Regions from separate parts of the Mus musculus genome. Here region 1 is linked to region 2. Evidence: chromatin contacts called from public HiChIP or PLAC-seq data. All regions are on one chromosome and are shown on one strand. The core of a region is the stretch at or near the end of the contact, and the rest is flanking DNA. Distances in the headings are between cores, read along the strand shown.

The links. HiChIP or PLAC-seq counts read pairs in DNA pulled down with a chosen protein or histone mark.
Region 1: a CTCF HiChIP or PLAC-seq map of the NIH/3T3 cell line shows a contact between it and region 2, with 11 read pairs. The contact joins the enhancer-like site here to the promoter of Lnx1 in region 2. A contact is called at or near these places in 1 of 15 datasets of contacts at CTCF or cohesin (the NIH/3T3 cell line), 4 of 484 Hi-C or Micro-C datasets (embryonic stem cells, liver, nephron progenitors and 1 more), 1 of 115 datasets of contacts at active chromatin or transcription factors (embryonic stem cells) and 1 of 9 other capture datasets (adipose tissue).

Annotation. Positions count from the first base shown.
Region 1 is chr5:74,750,786-74,755,983 of GRCm38.p6, reverse strand. No RefSeq gene overlaps it. Among named protein-coding and RNA genes, the nearest start is that of Lnx1, 50 kb to the right of the region's middle. Within about 2 kb of position 2,088, at least 54 of the 459 cell types and tissues checked have an H3K27ac peak or open chromatin away from gene starts, as enhancers often do. A contact at or near this core is called in the NIH/3T3 cell line and pancreatic cancer cells, where this site is marked.
Region 2 is chr5:74,699,413-74,704,858 of GRCm38.p6, reverse strand. Lnx1 (ligand of numb-protein X 1) reads left to right here and starts at 1,956. Exons shown (of 11, transcript NM_001159577.1): 1 at 1,956-2,067. Gm15984 (a long non-coding RNA gene) reads right to left here and starts at 2,387. Exons shown (of 4, transcript XR_001784879.2): 1 at 2,187-2,387.

The sequences.
Region 1 (5,198 bases), core at 839-3,338, 51 kb before region 2:
CGATCTTCCAAGCATCATTACCTTGATTGTTGGAATTCTGGGTATGAGCTACCAAGGCCAATGTTAGTTCTGTTTGTTTGTTTTGTTGTTGTTTTAATTTGTTTTGTTTTGCTTTCTTAGACAGGGTTTCTCTGTGTAGCTCTGGCTGTCCTGAAACTCACTCTGTAGACCAGGCTGGCCTCAAGATCCAACTTGCCTCTGCTTCCCAGAGTGCTGGGGTCAAAGGCATGCGGTGTCAGTGCTAATTCTGCAATTTTTAAAACAAAACAGCAATCTCACAATATTAAAGAGACCTTTGTGCAGCGTGAGCTGTACCAAGTAGTGGTGGGAAGGAGTCTGACCCAGCTGAGAGTCATTTGAGGGCATCCGGCCTGCCTGTTCTTGTCACGACACACTCCGTCTCCGTTTCCAGAGATGATCACTCAGGTAAAGGATAGCCAGGATGTGACAATCACAGCAAATAACAACTATAAAAAGTGAGATTTCAGCATTCCTTCCCCAAAGTGTTTCCCCCTAAAAGTCATGCGGGTTCTGGCATACAATTAGGACATGCAGCTGCAGCTGGTTTGGAACAAGGAGAACCTGTTTGGAAAAAAAAAAAAAAACCAAAAACACAAAAACACAAAATGGGACCCAGCTGCCTGAAGCAGTTTAGGAAATATCACTTTTCATTACAATGTGGTTTTGAACTGATCTGATCAGTTAATCAAAACAATAGACTAGAGCTTCTTAAATTAAAAGTTTAAAGGCTTTTGGGGTGTTTGTTTGTTTGTTTTGGGGTGGTGTTGTGTCTCGGCTTTCCGACAGCCTGAAATAGCATCATGAATTTCTCCTTCTAAGACCTCTATGACACCGTGCACTGTTCTTTTCATTCAGGATGTCTACCGTTGCTGCTTTCCTTGCTTTTAGTAAATGCCAGTCATGTTGCCAGAGTTGGAAGCAAGGTCGTGGAAGCTGTAGCCTTTGTCGAATGGAGCCCGGGATGCGCCTCTTCTCTGTCACTCTCCCAGAATATGCCAAGTTTAGTCTTGCAGCCCTGCCTGCACAGAGCCCAGAAAGAAGTGAATCCCCTTCAAAGAGAAATGTCTGTAACTTACAGAGAGCAAAACAAAAACAGCAACAGTGAAAAAGACCAAAACACAAACGTCTTGGGATGATTGGCCTCAACCTCATCCTGAGCATCCTGCACAGATGGCTCAAACTTTCTGCAATTTGGAATTTAATGAGGGGTTTTAAATTTAATCATTGCTTCTAAAAACTGGACTTTCTTCATGTCATAACTCAATTTACTTTCTCCCTCCCCTCTGCAGTCTCTGAATCCTACTCAGGAGAGAATCAGGTGGGAACCTGTAAACACAGAAAGAGTGGGAAAGGCTGTGTGATCAGAGGCTGCAACAAGACTTGACCCCCTCGGAAAGCAGGAGGAAGAGATGGGAGCAGGATGCGTGTTCCCACTGCTAGCTTTTCCAGAGACTCTTAGATACCACCTAGGCCTTCCAGGTCTGCTTTCCTTCTGTGACAAGAATGGAATACTTTTTTTTTTTTAAGAGCAAAATACCATTAGAATAGCACCAAGAAAGGAACAAGACCCCCAGCTCCAGAGACAGGATGCGGAGCTCTGCTCTGACCCAGGTGACTCAAGATGAAACTGTTCCATTAAATTCCTCAGAGAGTTTGACCAAGTTTCCCCAAAACATCTAGGACCTGGGAGACACTAGTTTTCTCAGCTAAGGCCAACAATGACTTCCATCTTTATGATTCCAGTATGATATTTATTTGACAAGCAAGTTATACATGGGTATATCCGAAGTTGGCTATGAAAGGAACACTTTCAGCAGGGCCTGCTGGCCCACATCTGCCACCCAGCACGTGGTTGGCTGAGGCAGGATAAGCTCCAGTTTGTGGCCAGCGTGGAGTACATAGTGAGCTGTAGGCCTGAGCTACATGATGGGAATCTGACTCAATAAAAATAAACAAAGACAGACAGACAGACAAGGAAAATAAATGGTGTAAAGTATACTACCAGTCCATGACCCTTGAAGAGGAGGTTCTGGTGGGAACGTAATGAAGAGCCAACCAGGAGCCTTAGGTGGTTCGCTGGCTTTCTGAAGAGGCAAGTGGATAGTGAGTGATTCATGGACCATGAGACCCACAATTGCCTGACTAAGCCACCCACCAAAGAGTGATGGGGGTGGGGGATGGAAGCAAAGGAACAACATGTCTCAGCTGGCCTGGCATCCCTGTACCAGTGTAGCTTGCCTAAACCAGGACACTTAGAGGCTGCACAAGGGGCTGGTGTGATGGCCACACCTTTGATCCCAGTACTCAAGAGATAGACCAGCCTGGTCTACAAAGCAAGCTTTGGGACAGTTGGGGCTGTTGCAAAAAAAGAAACTCTGCCTTGAAGAAAGAGAGGAGAGAGAGGAGAGGCACTACACAAGCACCTTCAGTGCCTGCCAGGCCTCAGCATAAGACCTGAGAGGCAGAGGGAAGGAGAACCTTACTTTTCTAGACAGCATCCTAGCCCCAGATTGGTCAACGACTCCTGATGGCACCAGGCACTTCTCCCATTATTTCTCCTTTCCCAAGGAACAGCCCAGGAGTCTAAGGAAAGCCAAGGAGAGCGGTTCCATACTACTTACCCAGTCCTTTTCCAGTAGACAGGAAGTCTCTTCCAAATATGGACAGGAAGTTGTTTCCTGGTTCTGCCTCAATGCAAATAAATAAAATCCCTGTGTGAATAAATAATCTAGTTGGTGTCCCAGCATTGTCTAACACATGCTAACCAGGATTCCAGAGGAGACTATGAGGGTGTGGCGGGGTGGGTGAGTCACCATAGTTTTGCAAATTCATATAAAACCGAAAACAGATGAACTCCCAGCTTAGGGTTTTTTAGTTCTGAGTGACTCAAGGCAAATATGTTGGTTATTAGAATTTGGAACACACACACCCACCCCTTAAGTTGATGTTCTAAAGTTAAATGGTGCTTGCTTTCCCAAAGCTAGTCACTGAACATTTTTATAGCAGTACAATATTCTCTCTTGACTGTTGGCTTCATGAGGAATGAATTACAAAATCTAACATGGGAAGTCAGAAATGGATTCAACTGACACTTCCGGAGCTCTGCCTGACCCTTCCCTGGCCAGGACACAACTGTTTGAGAAGAATGGACGCTTGGGAGAGAGGGGAGGGTATAGATTCTAAGGCCACAGGTGCTTGCTCACTGCCTGGTCTGCCTGGGAAGTCAGTGCCTGAGTCTGAGTGAGGACATCAAATTCCCCTCTGTAGATATTTAAGAAACTCAGGCTGACAAGATAGCTTAGCAAGGACCTTTGTCCTTCAAGCCTGACAGGTACAGACACTGGAGACCTCACAGAGGCGATAGAAAACCAAGTCTACAAGGTAGTCCTCTGAATGCCACAATCACGCTGTGGAGCGAGTGCCCACCCAACAAAATAATCCCCCGCTCATAATACCAAGAACGAGTTCAATTTAAAAATTAAAAGAAAGTCAGTTTTCTTAAATGCCCCAAATTAAGAGGAAATAGTGTGTGTGTGTGTGTTTTTTTTTTTTTTCATATTCACATGGCTCTTTACTGGATTAAAATTTCAGGCCTTGTTACGTACCCAGACTCAATAAAATCTGCTCCTGCCTTCATGAAAGAAACCTAGCTGTGGGTAGAAACATGGATGTGGAAAGGTAAACTATAAATATATTAGGCAAATGGATACAGAATGCAATAGGCTGGTAGATTGCTCAATCATGGGCATAAGGACCTGAGTTTCATCACCAGGACTGCCACAAAAACTCTGAGCTTAGTACTACACTCCTGTAATGCCAGTTCTGGGAAGGTGAAGATGGGTCAGATTTTGGCACTCCTTGGCCAGCCAGTGTAGCCTAATTGTGAACTCCAGGCCAGTGAGATGTTCTATCTCAAAAACAAAGAAAACCAAGATGGTTGGTACCCAAGCTACAGCATCTGAAGATGATCTCTGGCTTCTGTTATCATGAAACACACACACACACACACACACACACACACACACACACAAGAGTACCTGTGTGTGCACACAAAGAATATACACAGCCAAAGTACATTAAATATAATATTAAATGTTTCTAAGCTCAGATTTCATTTGCGCTGAGATCTGAAAGATGAGAGAGAGAGGCAGGAACAGAGAGTTTGTATGTGAAGGAGGAAAGGCCAGAACAGAGCACCCTGTAAGAGCAGAAGCTGGGCGGTGAAGAGCGCTGGGGGCATCCAAGGATCTGCCAGCAAGCTAATGCATCCTTCGGAAAAGCCAAAGATGTGAGCCATCCCGACATGCCAAACCCTCAGGGCCAAGTGAGAGGTCTCATAACTCACCCCGAGGCTTAACAGACAGGCCCACGGCATGTTCTGAATATTACATTTTAGAAAGTCTGTCTTTTGGAATTGGGAGTGTAGATGCAGGAGCAAAACGGGGAGCAAGAAGTCCCCGTCAGTAGACTAGGTACAGAACTTCAGCGTAGCCTGGAGATGCTATTTTCCTTAGAGATGGCACAATAAAAGTGGGGATGGGAGGAGGAAGCTGAGGAAGGTTGGCTTCCAGGATGGAACGTGAACTGGATGGAAGAGCCGCAGGCTGAGGGGGAGTGCAGGAAGAAGGTTAAAAAACAGAGTTGGCTTTGAGGGTTAGATTCAAGGTGGCTGTGAGACATGAGAACAGTTCAAAGTCAGCAAGGAGTCCCAGCCTCTCAGAGACTCAAAGATGGGAGATATTGCTGTACAGACAGTATGGAAGCCACTGGAGACTTGGACTCTCCACTGCCTCTCCCATTTGCACTGAGTGGGTAAACCAAGACAGATTAGATTCGGCAGAGATGGTGAAAGGCATTATTAGCTCATGGCCTTTAAAGAAACTATTTTCTACCTCCTTTTACAGTCGGAACATTTTTTGAGTAGGAAAACAGCCTGAGAAAAGGCTGAGTCAGGTTCCAGCTTCATCACGCTTAGAAGGCAGAAATGATTTCATATGATTTTCCATTGCCCAGCCTTAAGGCCCCTCCCTCAACATGCACCAAATATAAGATTCTCCCATGTGTCACTGGGCACATTACTTTGCTGAGACTGTCAAGAGTGCACCACTTCTCCTATGGTGAAGAACTGCTTGCTTTCCTGTAACCATTAGGATTTGGGTTACATCTGGACATCTCTG
Region 2 (5,446 bases), core at 707-3,206:
GCAAGTGGCTGTGTGTTTGTGAATACAGCCAGAAAAATTCCCATAGTCTAAAGGCCTTCCTTCAGCGAAGTTCTGTGCGCGTTCATTGATTGCACATTTTATGCAAATATATTTCTCCTGTGCCTCTCTGCCCAGGGTTTCTGTGCCTGGAAATCTAACTGCCTCTCCAAGTCAGAGCCAATCCCCTTGGGCAAGGTGAAGCTTGACTGACAGCACAGAGAGGGCGGAACTCAATGAGGGGCGTGGCTTTCTGCAAGCTGGCTAGCCTTGGTCTCCTCCTACCCCCGGGGACACGGGGACACGCTGTCTCAGGAAGGAGAAGCTTTTGTCTTGCTGGGCTAATAGTACTTCCTCCCACCCCCACCTCCTGCCTCGAAAAACCTGCACTTGAAAGGTTCAACTACCTTTATTATCTTCCCACTCCTCAACCCCCAAGCCCCAACCCCCTCCCCCTCCCTCCTTTTCGAACCTTTTGCTTTTATCGGTACAGGGTAGCCACGCCTCCCTTAGTTTCTATTGGATAAAGTAGCGAAGAGAGGTGTGTGTATGTGTTTGTTTTAAAGAGTCCCAAGCTGCTTGGTCCCAGATGGATGCGCTGTTTAGGCCTGTCTGGGGTGAACCAGTGATTTGAAGTTGCCTCCTGCGCTAACTTCATCTTCCTTCTGCTACCCTCTCCTTTTACTTTACAAGGTACCGAGTGACAGGGAGCCAGCTACCAATGTGGGCACTCAGGGAGAAGGTGCTTTTTTACTATTTCTAACTCTAGCTGTCCCCTAGTCCCGCCCACAAACCACGGCTAGGCCGTGAGGTGTTAGAACAGGCGACTTCTACAGTTTCAAGATCAGGAGGGGGGAAAGATTTTCAGCAGACGTTTTCTTCGTTAGGGGACCAAAGTGTGCCTGGACCAACCCAGGAGAGAGAACTCCCCAGGGTCCCCAGGTAGCACATTCCGAACAGTGACTACATCTGCGAGGGAGGCTGGCTGCGAGCCACAGACACACAGCAATTCAACAGGCTGATGGGACAAGATGCCACAGGCCTTAACCAGCAGGCAGGAATCCTCTTAGCTGTCACTCAAGTGCCAGCTGAGTCGTGCCATTAGCCTGCTGGAAAAGCTGAAGCAAGGGTGACTTGTCCAGGGTCACACACCAAGCTTGGGACCAAAATAGCCCTGAGTCCTCTTCCCTATCTCTCCCTGCAGACAACATGGCCTTAGTAAGGCGCTATCATTCTAACCTGAATCATTTAAAGTACTCCTAATTGCAGGCCTACTGTGGACTGTAACCACCACGTGACAGACAGGCCGAGGTAGGAATGCCTGAAGTTTTACCAATGCCTGAATCTATTATTAATATGCTGGGGACCGCGAAGGTGTTTGGGAAATGATGCTGAAAGGTATCAAAATTAGATTTTTTTAAGTAGACTTAGGTCATCTCTGGTTTGTTATAATATTGGGACAGAAAAACACTAGGAACTCAAAGGGATGTGATTCAGAAAGGCGTTAGTGGGGACAAGTCCCAGATATGGCTAAGTCTTCACAACCTTTTCCTTCCCCCCCCCCCCCTACAAAAATCCCTGTCTCCTTCCAGTGTTTAAACTTCCCTTTTAATTCTGATGTTGGCAGCTGTGTGGGCTCCTGTGAGCCTGGAGGGGAAACAATATCAGGCATACAAGATGGGCCTGGGAAACAATCAGGCATTCGCATTCAGATCTGTACACGGGGCTAGACACGTGCTATGCTCAGAAAGGAAAGTAAATTCCACTTGGCAAATTGCTCTAACTGATTCATTTGTCCTCTGAGAGACGCCACCTACCTGCTCCAAGGTAGTCAGGTAATTGACGGGGGCGGAGCCTCTGGGGATGTTTTAGTCCCTAAGGTCTCAGCCAGACTTCCGTGATGTCACAGATTTCCTGCTCTGAACCAACCAATACCCTTCTTCTTCCTCCAGCCACCTGTACACCGAAGTTGAGACCGGTCACAGCTCAGGCGGCCCTAGACGCTTCTGGCACAGGGATGGAGGCTGGCTGGTCACTGCTGCTTTGAAAGTCCCAAACATCTTTGAACAGGTGAGAAGAAACTACTTTTTCCTCTCTTTAGACCTCTGGCCCAAAAGGGATCTGAACAAGGAATCTGAATTTAAAAAAAGAAAAGAAAAGAAAGAAAAAGTAAAAGAAAGACCACTTACTGGCTCAGTCCAGAGTAACACTCTGAGAGTAGAGATGTCTGCGCCAGTCTTACTCCATGGCCAGCAACGTTATCTCGGCCAGATATTTAATCATTTTTGTTTCCTGATTATTAATCCGGCCTCTACTTGTTGGTGACGTTGATCTGATTCTTTTTAAAACCCCTGAGAGAAGTGAGGTGAGATGCTTTTTGAAAGTTAGTTCAAATGTGCAGACCAGTTCAGCCTGTTTTGTGTGTGTGTGTAGGGGGTGGTGTGGGGTGCTGGGGACATTCACAAAATTCAGATTGTCCTTTTTTTTTTTCTTGCTTGCATTCATGTCATCTGAAGCAATTTTGATCCAAAGCTGTAATACTTCCCTAGGTCTTGTTGTTTACAATAGAAAGTCAATACTAAAGGTAATAAATTCTGGCTCCCTATTTATAAGCTTTCTTCTCTCTCCCTCTCTCTCCTTCTCTCTCTCTCTCTCATAAAAATCCTTTAGTTTCCTTTATTTGTGGAAAATATTTAGCAGTCTGGATTAGAACTGTTTACCTTCAGGCCAGATAGGTTGCCTGCTGACCTTTGGCTAAAGTAAAGATTACCCTTCAAGGCCACAAGAATGTAACGCCAGGCCTGGCTTTTGAATTGTTGAAACTCTCTTGTTGTTTCTATCTTTTCTATATTAATAAATATATGGAAGAGGCTGCTCTGCTAGGACCCGACTCTAAAAGTAATTGTAAATCCTCAAGGACCCATATTTATTTTTCTAATCCTGACCACATAACCTGCTCTCAACGAGCCTGAGAGACCCACTCCACTAGCTAATATTATTAACAAGGGCAAAGAAACAAGTCCCCAATCTGTCTTCTTATCAACTTAGCTGGGAAGCTCCAGGAGAGAAATAAATGAATCCTGAGACATTCCATTTTATAGACTTTGATTAGTCCCTTTCCTGGGTCTTAAATTAGCAGCGGGGTTTATAAGGAAATCATCCACTAGGAAATAAGCCCAGAGACAGCCCTCTAAAAAGTAAAAGAACATGCCAAACATCCAACTGTACGAACGCACTGCCCTCGAACGGCTGCTTCTTGCTGGTAAGTGTCTGCTTTGTGCTTGTTACTGGTTTCTCTCTGACTCTTGGGAAGCTCGTAGTCTCTTTTCTAGCTGACCTTTGTGCCCAGTATTGTCCTCTAAGCTAGTGTGTTTGCAGAGTGACTGCCGTTGATGCCTTAATAACATTCTCAGTTGATTCAGAGGTTTGTGAGCAAGGTGAGAGAAGGACTCCCCATAGCCTGGATTTTGTACGCCATACATTTGTCTTTGATGTTCCAAACCTCTGCAAACTTTCACCCCTTCTCCTATACCTGGTTAATTAGTTATTTTTAAAACAATGGACCTATTATTAAATAACAAATTGTTTGATCATTGTCTCTAACTGCATAGGAAAATAATATTATGTTTTTATTGCCCCCAATTCAAGAAAAAGGAAAAAAAAAAAAAAACCATGACAGGGCAGAAATCAGAGTCCAGTCAGTGTCTAGTACAGGGGTGGGGTAGCTTGTTGGATAACTTGCAGGTGTTCTCCCTGAGAAGTTGCCATGACAACTCCACTAGTTCAGGTGTATACCAGTGCGATTAGGAGATTTTACATCCTTTAGCAAATTACTGAACTTCTCTGGACCTCCATTTCCTTCTCGGTAGGATAAGAGATATAAGTACTATGTAATGTGGTTCTCTGAGTAGAGGCAGTGCCTGGTACTGAGCCAGGGACAAATGAAAGCCAAGTCCCTCTCTACTGGAGGAATTTTTCTGGGAGCTTGGACGTGTGTGAGCCCATGTAGCTCTCCTGTGGCTGCACTGGTTCAGAACCCGGCTCTTATTACTGTAATTAATTGTCAGTAATTAACACCACTGTTAACAGTTTGGAGAACACACAACAGTCCGGAGGAAGGAGAATGAACAAGCTGTCATTCCCTGAGCCAGGCAGCGTGGTCTGCCAGCCCCCTTGGCGAAGCAGAGTCTGGAGTGGTCGCTCTTCCTTCTTGTCCCCAGCTCAAGGCTCTTTTGATGCATTCACAAAGTGTGAGTTCCTAACGGGCGTTCAGGAGAAAGTCTTGTTGTTGTCGTTGTTGAGTGCTCTGACTTTCAGGGAGCCCAGTTCGTTTTCATCATGCTACCACCCTGAGTAGCCTTGGGTACTTTGTCCCCTCTAATCTCATAGTCAAACATCTTCTACCTCAGACTCCATGAGCATTTGGCCAGGTCAGTATGAGAGGTGACAGATAATTGCAACCTGTACCACTCTGTGGAGGGAAGGCTCATAGAACCTTTGGATAAAATCCACACCTATGAATAGAATATGTTGTACCCATCAATGACCTTGAATCATTGCATCAGAGCAGTTGTGGTCCCAGACCCGCTGCGGGCTTCTTCTGGTCCCACCCTCTTCCCAAAGTGTAACACACATTTCTGCCATTCAAGAGCAAGGGCCCAGTGAACTGAGGACTGGATTCTAACCTTAAAAACACTACATCTTGCTGAAGGGGACTCAAAGGAAGGACCTCGGGCTCCTTGCCCATCACTTGCCTTGACACCTCCCACCCCACCCCTGCCCCTGCATTCCCCAATCTGAAACCCCTGCATCCTACAATAGAACACAGAGAAAAACTACCTAAATGCATGGGTCAGAGTAATGGAGATCAGGGGCAGGCAGTGCCTCTTGCTGGGGCAAGATGGTCTTTTAATTCCAGGTGAAGTGGGCCTGCCATCCTAGAATAGGGAACTAACTGATCTTTGGCATCAGACTGCCTGGGCTCAAAGCCCAGTTCTAGCATGTGATTTCTTTATGCCCCAGAGAAACTTTTTAACCTGTCTGGAACAGCCCTGGCACCATGTTAGGAAGTCCTCATGTGATGCTCTCATGGTCGTAGGGATCAGACAGATCTGTCACACAATTGCTAGACTGCATGAGGTACTTAATATCTTTGCCTCAGTCTGGCTGTCTTGGAAGCTGGGTACTTAGCTACCCAGGATTTCTGGGAAAACAGATGCAGAGTTTATGTGTGGGGTACCTTGCACATGCTAGGTGTTCGGTTCTAGGCGCTCGATTATTCTGGGATAGATATGTTATCTATCCCACAGTTAAATGACTTAGCCTAGACATAATGATGGAAACAGCCTCTGAATGAACACTGCACATTTCTGGAAAGATCCCCATAGGCTTAGAAGGAAAGCCAGCTAATGAAGATCATATTGTTAATCTTGGCCTTCTAGGGTGGAGT